Linked DNA regions of Callithrix jacchus: region 1 is linked to region 2. Evidence: chromatin contacts called from public Hi-C data. All regions are on one chromosome and are shown on one strand. The core of a region is the stretch at or near the end of the contact, and the rest is flanking DNA. Distances in the headings are between cores, read along the strand shown.

Region 1 (4,730 bases), core at 1,307-3,806, 81 kb before region 2:
CATTGCTAGCTAGGGTCATGACAGTATCAGCAGGCTAGCAAGGAAGCACACCAACAGTTTTGCTTCCCAAAGCTCCAGTGCTCTGGAAATCTCACATAGTTGTAATTTACCATCTCCCAGAGAAGCCAGGCACAGAAAGCGTTACTGGATATATAAAATAGTATATAAATAATCTGTATATAAGAAACCACTTTGTTCTCTGTAGAGCCACACAGAATAGGGTTTTGGAGAGTCTGCTGGTTCTCGCTTTGAAAGATGTTGCTAAGCAATGTTACTAATATTATGGAAAGACAGCTTCCCTCCCGGCTTTTCCGCTCGGCCCCAGAAACCCTTGAGTTGGAAGTGCTTTCAGGAGTAGCAGCAGCTGGGGAGGTTTGGTAATCGGTGAGGTGGGGCCAGGGACCTTGGGTTGGAAATGGATTGTGCTGCTGGCCACCCAGCCCTTGGCCTCATCAGCCCCTCATTTTCTGGACTGACTCCTAGGCAGCATCTATGCAAAATAACACCTCTTCATGTTCATCAGAAATTTCACACACAGAAGGATCCTTCTGAATGTTTTCACTGTGGGAAAAATTATTGTAGTCATGCTGCTTAGCAAAAATTCAAAAATCCATAAATGAACTTCAGAAAAGAAAGTCTTTTTAAATAACTTCAGTAACCCAAGGGCTATATGAAGAACTTCTTTCTTCCTCTACCCACTCTCCATAATCCCTGAACAGGAAGTCAGCAGGGTTCTGATTGACATCGTGCACTGCAGGCTCCCCCTTCATGGCTCTGGGTACTGGAGTGCTGAGTGCCCACGGCTGAGTGGGATCTGTGGATTTCCTCGGCGTGGTTTCCTTTCTTCGGAGCTCGGAAATGCCACACAAGTCATGGAGACTGTTTCCAAAACCTGAGCCAGTTTAGATCCTCTGCTTAATATGATGTCTGTGGCCCCAGGAAAGTTGGCTGAACTGAGGTTTCCCAGGCTTGTCTTTGAGGCCTCCCAGCCATGCCTGGGACCCTATTGTGGTGGGATGGAGCTCTTGGGGCTAGTTGTGGGCTCTGGGAGGGGATTTTAGAAGTGGGGAAGAGAGGCAGTATGTTGGCAAAGATTCTTCTTCCTGTGTCTCTCTCTTCTCTTTCTTTCTTTCTTTCTTTCCTTCTTTTTTTTTTTTTTTTGAGATGGAGTTTCGCTCTTGTTACCCAGGCTGGAGTGCAATGGCACGATCCCGGCCCACCGCAACCTCCGCCTCCTGGGTTCAGGCAGTTCTCCTGCCTCAGCCTCCTGAGTAGCTGGGATTACAGGCACGCGCCACCATGCCCAGCTAATTTTTTGTATTTTTAGTAGAGACGGGGTTTCACCATGTTGACCAGGATGGTCTCGCTCTTTTGACCTCGTGATCCACCCGCCTCGGCCTCCCAAAGTGCTGGGATTACAGGCTTGAGCCACCGCGCCTGGCACTCTTTCTTTTTGAATTGGTTATTTATTTATGAGACAAAGTCTTGCTTTGTTGCCCAGGCTGGAGTGCAGTGGCATGATCTTGGCTCACTGCAAACCCAGCCTCCTGGGCTCAAGCAGTTCTCCTGCCTCAGCCTCCTGAGTAGCTGGGATTGCAGGCACCCACCACCAAGCCCGGCTAACTTTTGTATTTTTATAGAGCTGGGGTTTCACGTTGGCCAGGCTGGTCTTGAACTCCTGACCTCATGTGATCCACCCACCTTGGCTTCCCAAAATGCTGGGATTACTGGCGTGAGCCATCGTGCCCAGCCCATCTTTCTCTTTTCAAAATAGAAACTGCAAATGATTTCAGTATTTCCCTTCCCCCACTGTCTTCCAGCCTCCATCCTCCCACTCTGTCTTCCTCCTGAGGGGGCATCCTAGAGATGCAACTGTGTTGTAGCTCAGCAGGGGGCGCTGATGCACCCGCCAAGAGTGGAGGTTTCCTACCAGTACAGGTGTGAGTGTTCAGCTGTGTGCTAGGGGGCTTCTGAATGATTATGCCCTTGCAGGTGTGTGTATTTGTATACCCTCAAGGGAAGAAGAGAGCGGGGGTGCTGGCCTGTCCTTTTCAGCGCTCTGTTTATAACCCTTTTGTTGCTCCAAAGATTGTGTTGTCCATGGAATGAATGGCTGGGACCTGCCTGTAAAGGGGAAGGGCAAGGTGTCTGAAGACACCTGGTTTTCATCAAAGGCCCCAGCCTCCTTGCTCCATAGCTCCTCTTGCCCCCACTCACCCCCAACCGCAGCCCTGAGAGGTGGCAGTCATTCTGCTGAGCAGTGGGGTGCTGGGAGTTGGAGGCTGGGCAGGGCGAGGAGGTGGAGTCTGCTGCAGGCTGGCTCTCTGATCGGGGCACAGGCCTGGGGCTGATTCCTGCTTTCTTATGGACATGTCTCCTGGAGCTGGTTCCCAGGCACAAAAGGCCCTTTTCTTCAGGGCCAGGCATGCGTGTCTGTCTGCCTCAACCCACTGGCCCCTTAGGAACGGGCTGTGCAGCTGTCTGCTCTCTGTTCATGATTAACTTCCCTGTCTCCCGCCCCAGGCCTGATTCCCACCCAGGCCCCCTCAGCCTTTCTAGTTCCCGGGACTGGGAGAGACCTGGGTTGGCAGCTGCCTGGCTCTGGGACGACTATGGGCTCTGGAGGCTGGAACAGGCCACGGAGATCCTGTGAGCTGGGACCTGGAGGGAGACCCTTTCACTGACTGCTGCGGTCCTCACTTCCCGTAGTCTGCATGTGTTTTTCTTAGCTCACCCCAAAGTGCCTCATGAATGTGGCCTTAGAGCACGGTAATGTGAAAATTCTTCCCTGTCCGTTCTCTTTTGAACTGGGATTTTTTTTTCAAGGAAAAAAATGGTTTGGTGCAGATGTGTCACTAGCACCTAACACCGCCTGCTTTTTTAAGGAAGGTGCTTCAAGCTTAGAGCTTTTGTCAGGCAACAGTATTGAGGTAAAATTTGATAAATTTATATTTGTTTTCATGGTAGAAATGGCAAGTGAGAACGGATTTTCATTCAGGGTTCAATAACGTTTTCTTGTAAAATTAAGTAAAGGCCGGCCTCGGTGGCTCACATCTGTAAACCCAGCACTTCGGGAGGTTGAGGCAGGTGGATCACCTGAGGTCAGGAGTTTGAGACCAGCCCGGCCAACATGGAGAAACCCCATCTCTACTGAAAATACAAAAATTAGCCGGGTGTGGTGGCGAATACCTGTAATCCCAGCTACTTGGGAGGCTGAAGCAGGAGAATTGCTTGAACCCAGGAGGTGGAGGTTGCAGTGAGCTGAGACCACACCACTGCACTCCAGCCTGGGCGACAGAGCAAAACAACATCTCAAAAAATAAATAAATAGGCCGGGCACGGTGGCTCAAGCCTGTAATCCCAGCACTTTGGGAGGCCAAGGCGGGTGGATCACGAGGTCAAGAGATCGAGACCATTCTGGTCAACATGGTGAAACCCCGTCTCTACTAAAAATACAAAAAATTAGCTCAGCACGGTGGCACGTGCCTGTAATCCCAGCTACTCAGGAGGCTGAGGCAGGAGAATTGCCTGAACCCAGGAGGCGGAGGTTGCGGGGTGCCATTGCACTCCAGCCTGGGTGAAAAGAGCGAAACTCCGTCTCAAGAAATAATAAATAAATAAAAATAAAATAAATAAATAATTAAAATTAAGTGAAAAGGTAAGTTGATGTAATTAAAACAAAATAATGAACAGCAGAGCAGCATGATGTTAAGACAAAGAACCGTGGAGGTGGTGGTGAATGGCCCAGCTGTGGAGACCTTTGGCTGGGCTCACTGCACACAGTGGCCGGAAATGGCCTTGTTTTGTGGTTTGCTGTGTGTTAACCCCGTTAGTTTTGGGCAGGGATGGTTTTCCATTTTTTTCCCTTGCCCTGGTCGCTCGCATAAAGCTGGACATACTGTGCGTGTTTCATAAATGCTGGTGGAACAGGTAGGCCTAGCATTGATGGTGGTTCCACTGTCTTTTATTGATGGGTCTTCTCGTGCTTTGGGGTTCCCTCTGTGGGGTGCGGGGTGTGGGTGTGATGGCTGTCGGGGCTGGAGTGGGAGTTAAGGAGGGAACTGCTGTCTATGCCCTGGAGGTGGCAAGTTTGTAGGGCAGGTGCAGAAGGATGGAATCTCGCCACCAGGAACATTCTACCTCTTAGAGACTCAGGAGTCAGGGTCTGAGAGGTTATGGTTTTTTGGGGACAGCCTTGTGTTTGCAGCCACATTGGGGTTGTGGAGGGACTGAGAGGGCTGGGAACTCCAGAATAAGAGAAAGAATAATAGAACTTGCTGGGTGGATTTGGTACCTTCATCATCCCAATTCCCTGTTGTTGTTTGAAGAGATGTGGTCTCACTATGTTGCCCAGGCTGGTCTAGAACTTCTGGTCCCAACTCAAGTGATCCACCTGCCTCGGCCTTCCCAAATGCTGGGATTACAGGTGTGAGCCCTCCTGTTACCCACGTGACCTTAACTAGCACTTGACTTGAACTAGCTCCCACACTCGCACCTGCTGGGAAGGAGGGTCCAGCCTTCTGCTGAGATGCAGCCTTCTGTGTGTGGATAAAATACACCCCATGCTAGGACAGACCTAAGGCCAGCACCCTCATCACTGTCTCTGCCATTTAGCAGAAGCAGTCCATCAGCTACCCTGTGGGTACTTGGGTGCTGTGTGCTACAGCGAGGCAGGAGAGCTGGAGGAGAAGCTCTGGGCTGTGCTGCTGCTCTTCCCTCTTCTCCACCAA
Region 2 (4,868 bases), core at 194-2,693:
AGGAGAGGAGGCGCTTCGCTGAGCCCTGACCTCAGGATCATACGGAGGAGGAGCCTGCAGGGAGGGCTCAGGTGACACCGGGAAAGCTGGAGGGTCCAGAAGGCCCAGAGGAGACACTACAGATGATTGAGGTGGTGGTGCTGAGCAATCAGGATGAGGGAATGCATAATTTTTTTTCTCCATTTTGAGACAGAGCGAAGTCCCGCTCTGTCACCCAGGCTGGAGTGCAGTGGCGGGAACTTGGCTCACTGTAACCTTTGCCTCCCAGGTTCAAGCGATTCTCCTGCCTCAGCCTCCTGAGTAGCTGGGACTACAGGTATGCGCCATCACACCTGGCTAATTTTTGTCTTTTTAGTAGAGACGGGCTTTCAACATGTTGCATGGACTAGTCTCAAACTCCTGACTTGTGATGTTCCTGCCTTAGCCTCCCAAAGTGCTGGGATTCCAGGCATGAGCCATTGCACCTGGCCACTTCCCAGGGACTCTTGAGGGCACAACTTCTTGTAGCATTTGGCAGCATGGAGGTCCTTGGTGACCTTGACAAGTGAAGTTTCAGGGGAACCATGGGGCCAGGTTGATCAGCCAGTGGAGGCACAAAGACCCTGTTGCCTGAGGTATACAGAATTCTGTAGAGCTGAGCCGGGTGCGGGGGTGGGGGGCCTGTCCCCTGGGAAGACTGAAACCCCTCTGCTCCAGCTGAGGGCAGGCCTTTCATGCTCAAGGCTAGGTTCTGCCCCTGGTAGTGAAGACCCCTTGACTGCCTCACCCCACTCCACGAAGGCAGCAGGCTCCTTTCCTGGGTACCCTGTTTTCCAGAGGCAGTCCCCATCCATGCTGCCTGATAGTTCCAGGAGGCGATGGTCCTGAGAGCACGTTCCTGGCCTCAGCCTTGTAGGTTGAGCCCAGATCACTGGTGCACCCCCTCCTCCAGACATGGCCTGTCCTTCAGGCCCGGGAGGGCACGGCCACGATGCACAGACCCGTGCATCACTCTTCCCTCTGATGAGCTGTGTGGCCAAAGACACAGTGTATCACTTGCCCTGTGTGGCCTGAAAGGTTCCTGGAAGGGTGTCAGGGACTGTAAGAGGCTTGGGGGGCTCTCTAGATGGATCTACCTTGCTGTCACCCACCTCAGCCTCATCCGTCGCTGGCTGTGAGGTGAACGGAACCCGGATTACCCCGGCTGTGGATCTAGACCTCCCCACAATGGCTCACCAGGCCCCCTTGTGGCTAGTACCAATAGTACCAGATGGGAGCCCATGGCTGGGGCTGGGGGTCTGGGAAGGGGTGACAAGCCCACCAGCTGCTCACGGTGCCCACTGGGTAGACCCAGAGGATCAGGTGGCTGGGAACTGGAACCCTGCCCTGTGTCCAGGGCCAGTCTCACTGTGGAGGTGTCCTGGAAACCTCATTAGACCAGGCCTGAGTGGGGCGTGTGGCAGCTTTTCCTCCCTTGGAGCAGGGGCTTCTGCTCTTGCCCTGGGTTTCCTACTTTGCTGGCTTATCCGCTGTTTCGGTCTTGCCTGGGCTGCAGCTTCAGCCCAGGGTCTGCAAGGTGGTACCAGCTCTTGGAGCCACGTGGGAGTGCCGCTTCAAACACCTGCAGAGGCATTGATCTCTTCTGGTTGGTAGAAAAGCAGTGGGATTTAAGGAAGAGGCTGAGGCCTCTAACTTGTCCTCCTCCACTCTGTGTGCCTCTTGTGTCTGGGGGGACCACGGGATAGGCAAATTAGAAACTGCACAAAACTGAAACAAGGAAATAAAATAACAAACAAAACAAAACAAAAGGGCCGGGTGCAGTGGCTCACACCTGTCATCCCAGCACTTTGGGAGGCCGAGGCTGGTGGATCACCTGAGGTCAGGAGTTCGAGACCAGCCTGGCCACTGTGGTGAAACTTCATCTTTACTAAAAATATAAAAAACTAGCTAGGCATGGTGCTGCATGCTTGTAATTCCAGCTACTCGGGAGGCTGAGGCAGGAGAATTGCTTGAACCCAGGAGGCGGAGGTTGCAGCGAGCTAATATCATGCCCTTGAACTCTGGCCTGGGTAACAGAGGAGACTCTATAACTGCTTATGGTGGGAGGGTGTGGTGCAGCTGCTTCATGGTCCTCGCCTTTTGGGCCCATAAACCTGGCTGGGTACTAGGTGTGTATGTTTGCCATGAGTGAGTGTTTCCTATGTGTGTGTGCTGGTGAACGTGACTGGGAATGTTTTGGGTGGTTCTTTGTTGTATCATCGAGTGTTTTGGATGTGTGTTTGGGGGTGGGTATTGTGGGACCCCCACGTTGGGGTGAATGTATTTGCAGCTGAATGATTCCTGTAGCCAGGACAGCAGGGTGGCCCCTGGAAGGATAGCCTATTGTCTCGCCCCCAACCTGGTGAGAGCCTCTGTTTGCCCCAGCACCCCGTTCATCAGCCCCAGCTGGCCAAAGGGGGTGGGGCCATGATGTTATTTAACATATGGCTTATAGGGAGGAGAGCTGTTTGGCATTCCAGTCCCCACGCGGTTGTTGGTGTATAATGAGGCTGTTGGAGCTTGGGGACTAACTGTTAGAGTCACTCGGGACCGAAGCACTTATTTAAGTAATCATTAGCTGGAAGACGGGAAAGGAACAGAATATGCGATTTACAGATGTCTGCTCTTTCTGCAGGTCAGCCTGAAATGAAGCTCCCAGCAAGTGAGGCTGGTACCGCTCTGCCTTCCTCCTCCCTCTAGTGATGGGGAGGGCAGCTTGGGGTCTTTTAGGGGATGGTGGGGTTGAGTTGGGGTTATGGAGATAGTGTCTCTCAGGCACATCAGAAGCACACGCCCCCAAAGTTCCCAGCTTCCCATGACTTCTTTTCTGATACTGCCCATTATTCAAGGAAACCCAGCAGCACAAAGACAATATATATGGATGTATTCGGTTCTCAGTCCAGCACGTTCAATGAACACCTGCTCTGTGCTAGGCCAGTAATCCATTGTCCCAGGTGGAGGAGTCTGTTAACAGGAAGAGCCCAGATCATTGAAATTCGAGTTCAGCTCATCTCTGAAGCTGCTTTTGCTGTTCCCAGCAGTGCTGATGTGGGCCTGGGGGCTGAGGCACATTGCTTTCCTCCTTTGTGCTGAAGCAGAAGGTGCGACGATGGGGGTCTCCAAGCAGGATAGTGCAGGAGCAGCCAAGCTCTGGAGCACAGGTCATTACTGGTGACGGGACCCCTCATGGTCTCTCTGGGGGACAATTGGAGCCCCAGTAGAGGAGGATGGAGAGTGGCCGACTGCGTACCCTGTAACCAGTGTGGGACCCGAAGCTCAGGGAGAGGAGGGGAGGAAGGGTCGTTGGTATGTGCTGTGTGTCTCGGCCTATGATGCCTCTTGCTTTGGAAATTCTGCAAGATTGCATTTTTAACATTTTTAAAAATTTATTTTTATTTATTTATTTATTATTTTTATTTATTTTTTGAGATGGAGTCTCACTCTGTCTCCTAGACTGGAGTGCTGTGGCACCATCTCAGCTCACTGCAACCTCTGCCTCCCAGGTTCAAGCGGTTCTCCTGCCCCAGCCTCCGGAGTAGCTGGGATTACGGGTGTGCACCACGATGCCTGGCTATTTTTTTGTGTTTTTTTTTAGTAGAGACGGGGTTTCACCACGCTGGCTAGGCTGGTCTGGAAGTCCTGACCTTGTGATCCACCCACTTCGGCCTCCTAAAGTGTTGGGATTACAGGTGTGAGCCACTGTACTCGGCCTATTTATTTTATCATTTTAAACACAGTGAGAGCAGCAGGGATGCAAGTTTTGATTCAGTCTTATCTGCACAGCCTGGGAGTGGGTTGGACAGTGAGAACAGATAGAGAATCTTTATTTTGGAGATGTGTGAAGTGAGCTGTGGGTCCTAGCCAAGTTACCGGCAGGACTAGTCGGGTGAACGTGACTGAATGTTTTGGGTCGTTCTTTGTTGTGCCATCTAGTGTATCATCAACTTGATGATACAGCTCTGTGGCGCTGAGGTCACGGTTCCCTGAGATGATGCTGGACTCTGTCTAGAGGGGTGGAGGAGATGGAAGGGAAGGTCAGGCAGGGGACAACTTCGGAGCAGGGACCGTGGGCAGGGTGTGGGTTCCACATCTGGTCTGTGATGCATTCCCTTGGGATGGGCAAACCCAGAAGCTTCTTCAGCCTGTTTCCTCCTCCAGGCACAGGTTGAGGCCGGGATTGCGGGAGGAGGGGAATGGGGGAGGTTCTGTAGCGCTTGGTTCTCAATACTTATTGGCAGAAGGGAGGAAGCCCAGTGTCCCAGCTCACAGCGCAGCAGCGTGGCTGCGGCTTCCCTTCTTCACGAGCCAGCCGGCTGACAGTGGGCAGGGTAGGGCGGGAAGAGAGAAGGGCCAGTGGAAGGGAATGGAACCATGTGGATGTGTGAGCGAGCTGGAAAGAGGCTGGTTTATAAAGGAACCTTGTCTGGGGAGCAGAGAGCACTGCGGAGTGAGGGAGGGGCCACTGTGGCTCTGACACAGCCAGATGCCTGCCCGCCAGCGCCAGTGAGGAGAGGGCACACGTTGCGGAGCCCTCAGTGCTTTGTATTTTCCAGGGACGGCTTGGAGGGAAGCAGAGAGCTTCTGGGAGGCCAGCATCTCCCTTTTCTCCCAGTCTTTCAGCCTGGGGGGCTCTTTATTCCCATTCTTCAGAGAGAGACACAGCGGAGAAGACGGGACCACAGCAGTGGCTGCTGGGGAGACCAGTGCCAAACCAGCCCCCCGCTCTCCTGCCTCCAAGCCTTTGCCTGGGCTGTTGCCTCTCCTAGAATGCCTGACCCTCTGGTTCACCCTGTTACAGACCTGGTGAGGTCGGTCTCGATGAACCTGATGAGATTTCCAGAGCTGCTTTC

What was found. A called contact is a pair of places that touch in the nucleus more often than the background predicts.
Region 1: a contact with region 2 is called in a Hi-C map of skeletal muscle, with 3 times the contacts expected there. The contact joins two enhancer-like sites. A contact is called at or near these places in 2 of 3 Hi-C or Micro-C datasets (induced pluripotent stem cells and skeletal muscle).

Annotation. Positions count from the first base shown.
Region 1 is chr5:65,445,882-65,450,611 of calJac240_pri, reverse strand. All of the region lies in intron 3 of RAP1GAP2 (RAP1 GTPase activating protein 2), which reads left to right. Among named protein-coding and RNA genes, the nearest start is that of RAP1GAP2, 53 kb to the left of the region's middle. Within about 2 kb of position 2,556, at least 3 of the 16 cell types and tissues checked have an H3K27ac peak or open chromatin away from gene starts, as enhancers often do.
Region 2 is chr5:65,363,661-65,368,528 of calJac240_pri, reverse strand. The region is part of intron 4 of RAP1GAP2 (RAP1 GTPase activating protein 2); the gene reads left to right. Among named protein-coding and RNA genes, the nearest start is that of RAP1GAP2, 130 kb to the left of the region's middle. Within about 2 kb of position 1,443, at least 3 of the 16 cell types and tissues checked have an H3K27ac peak or open chromatin away from gene starts, as enhancers often do.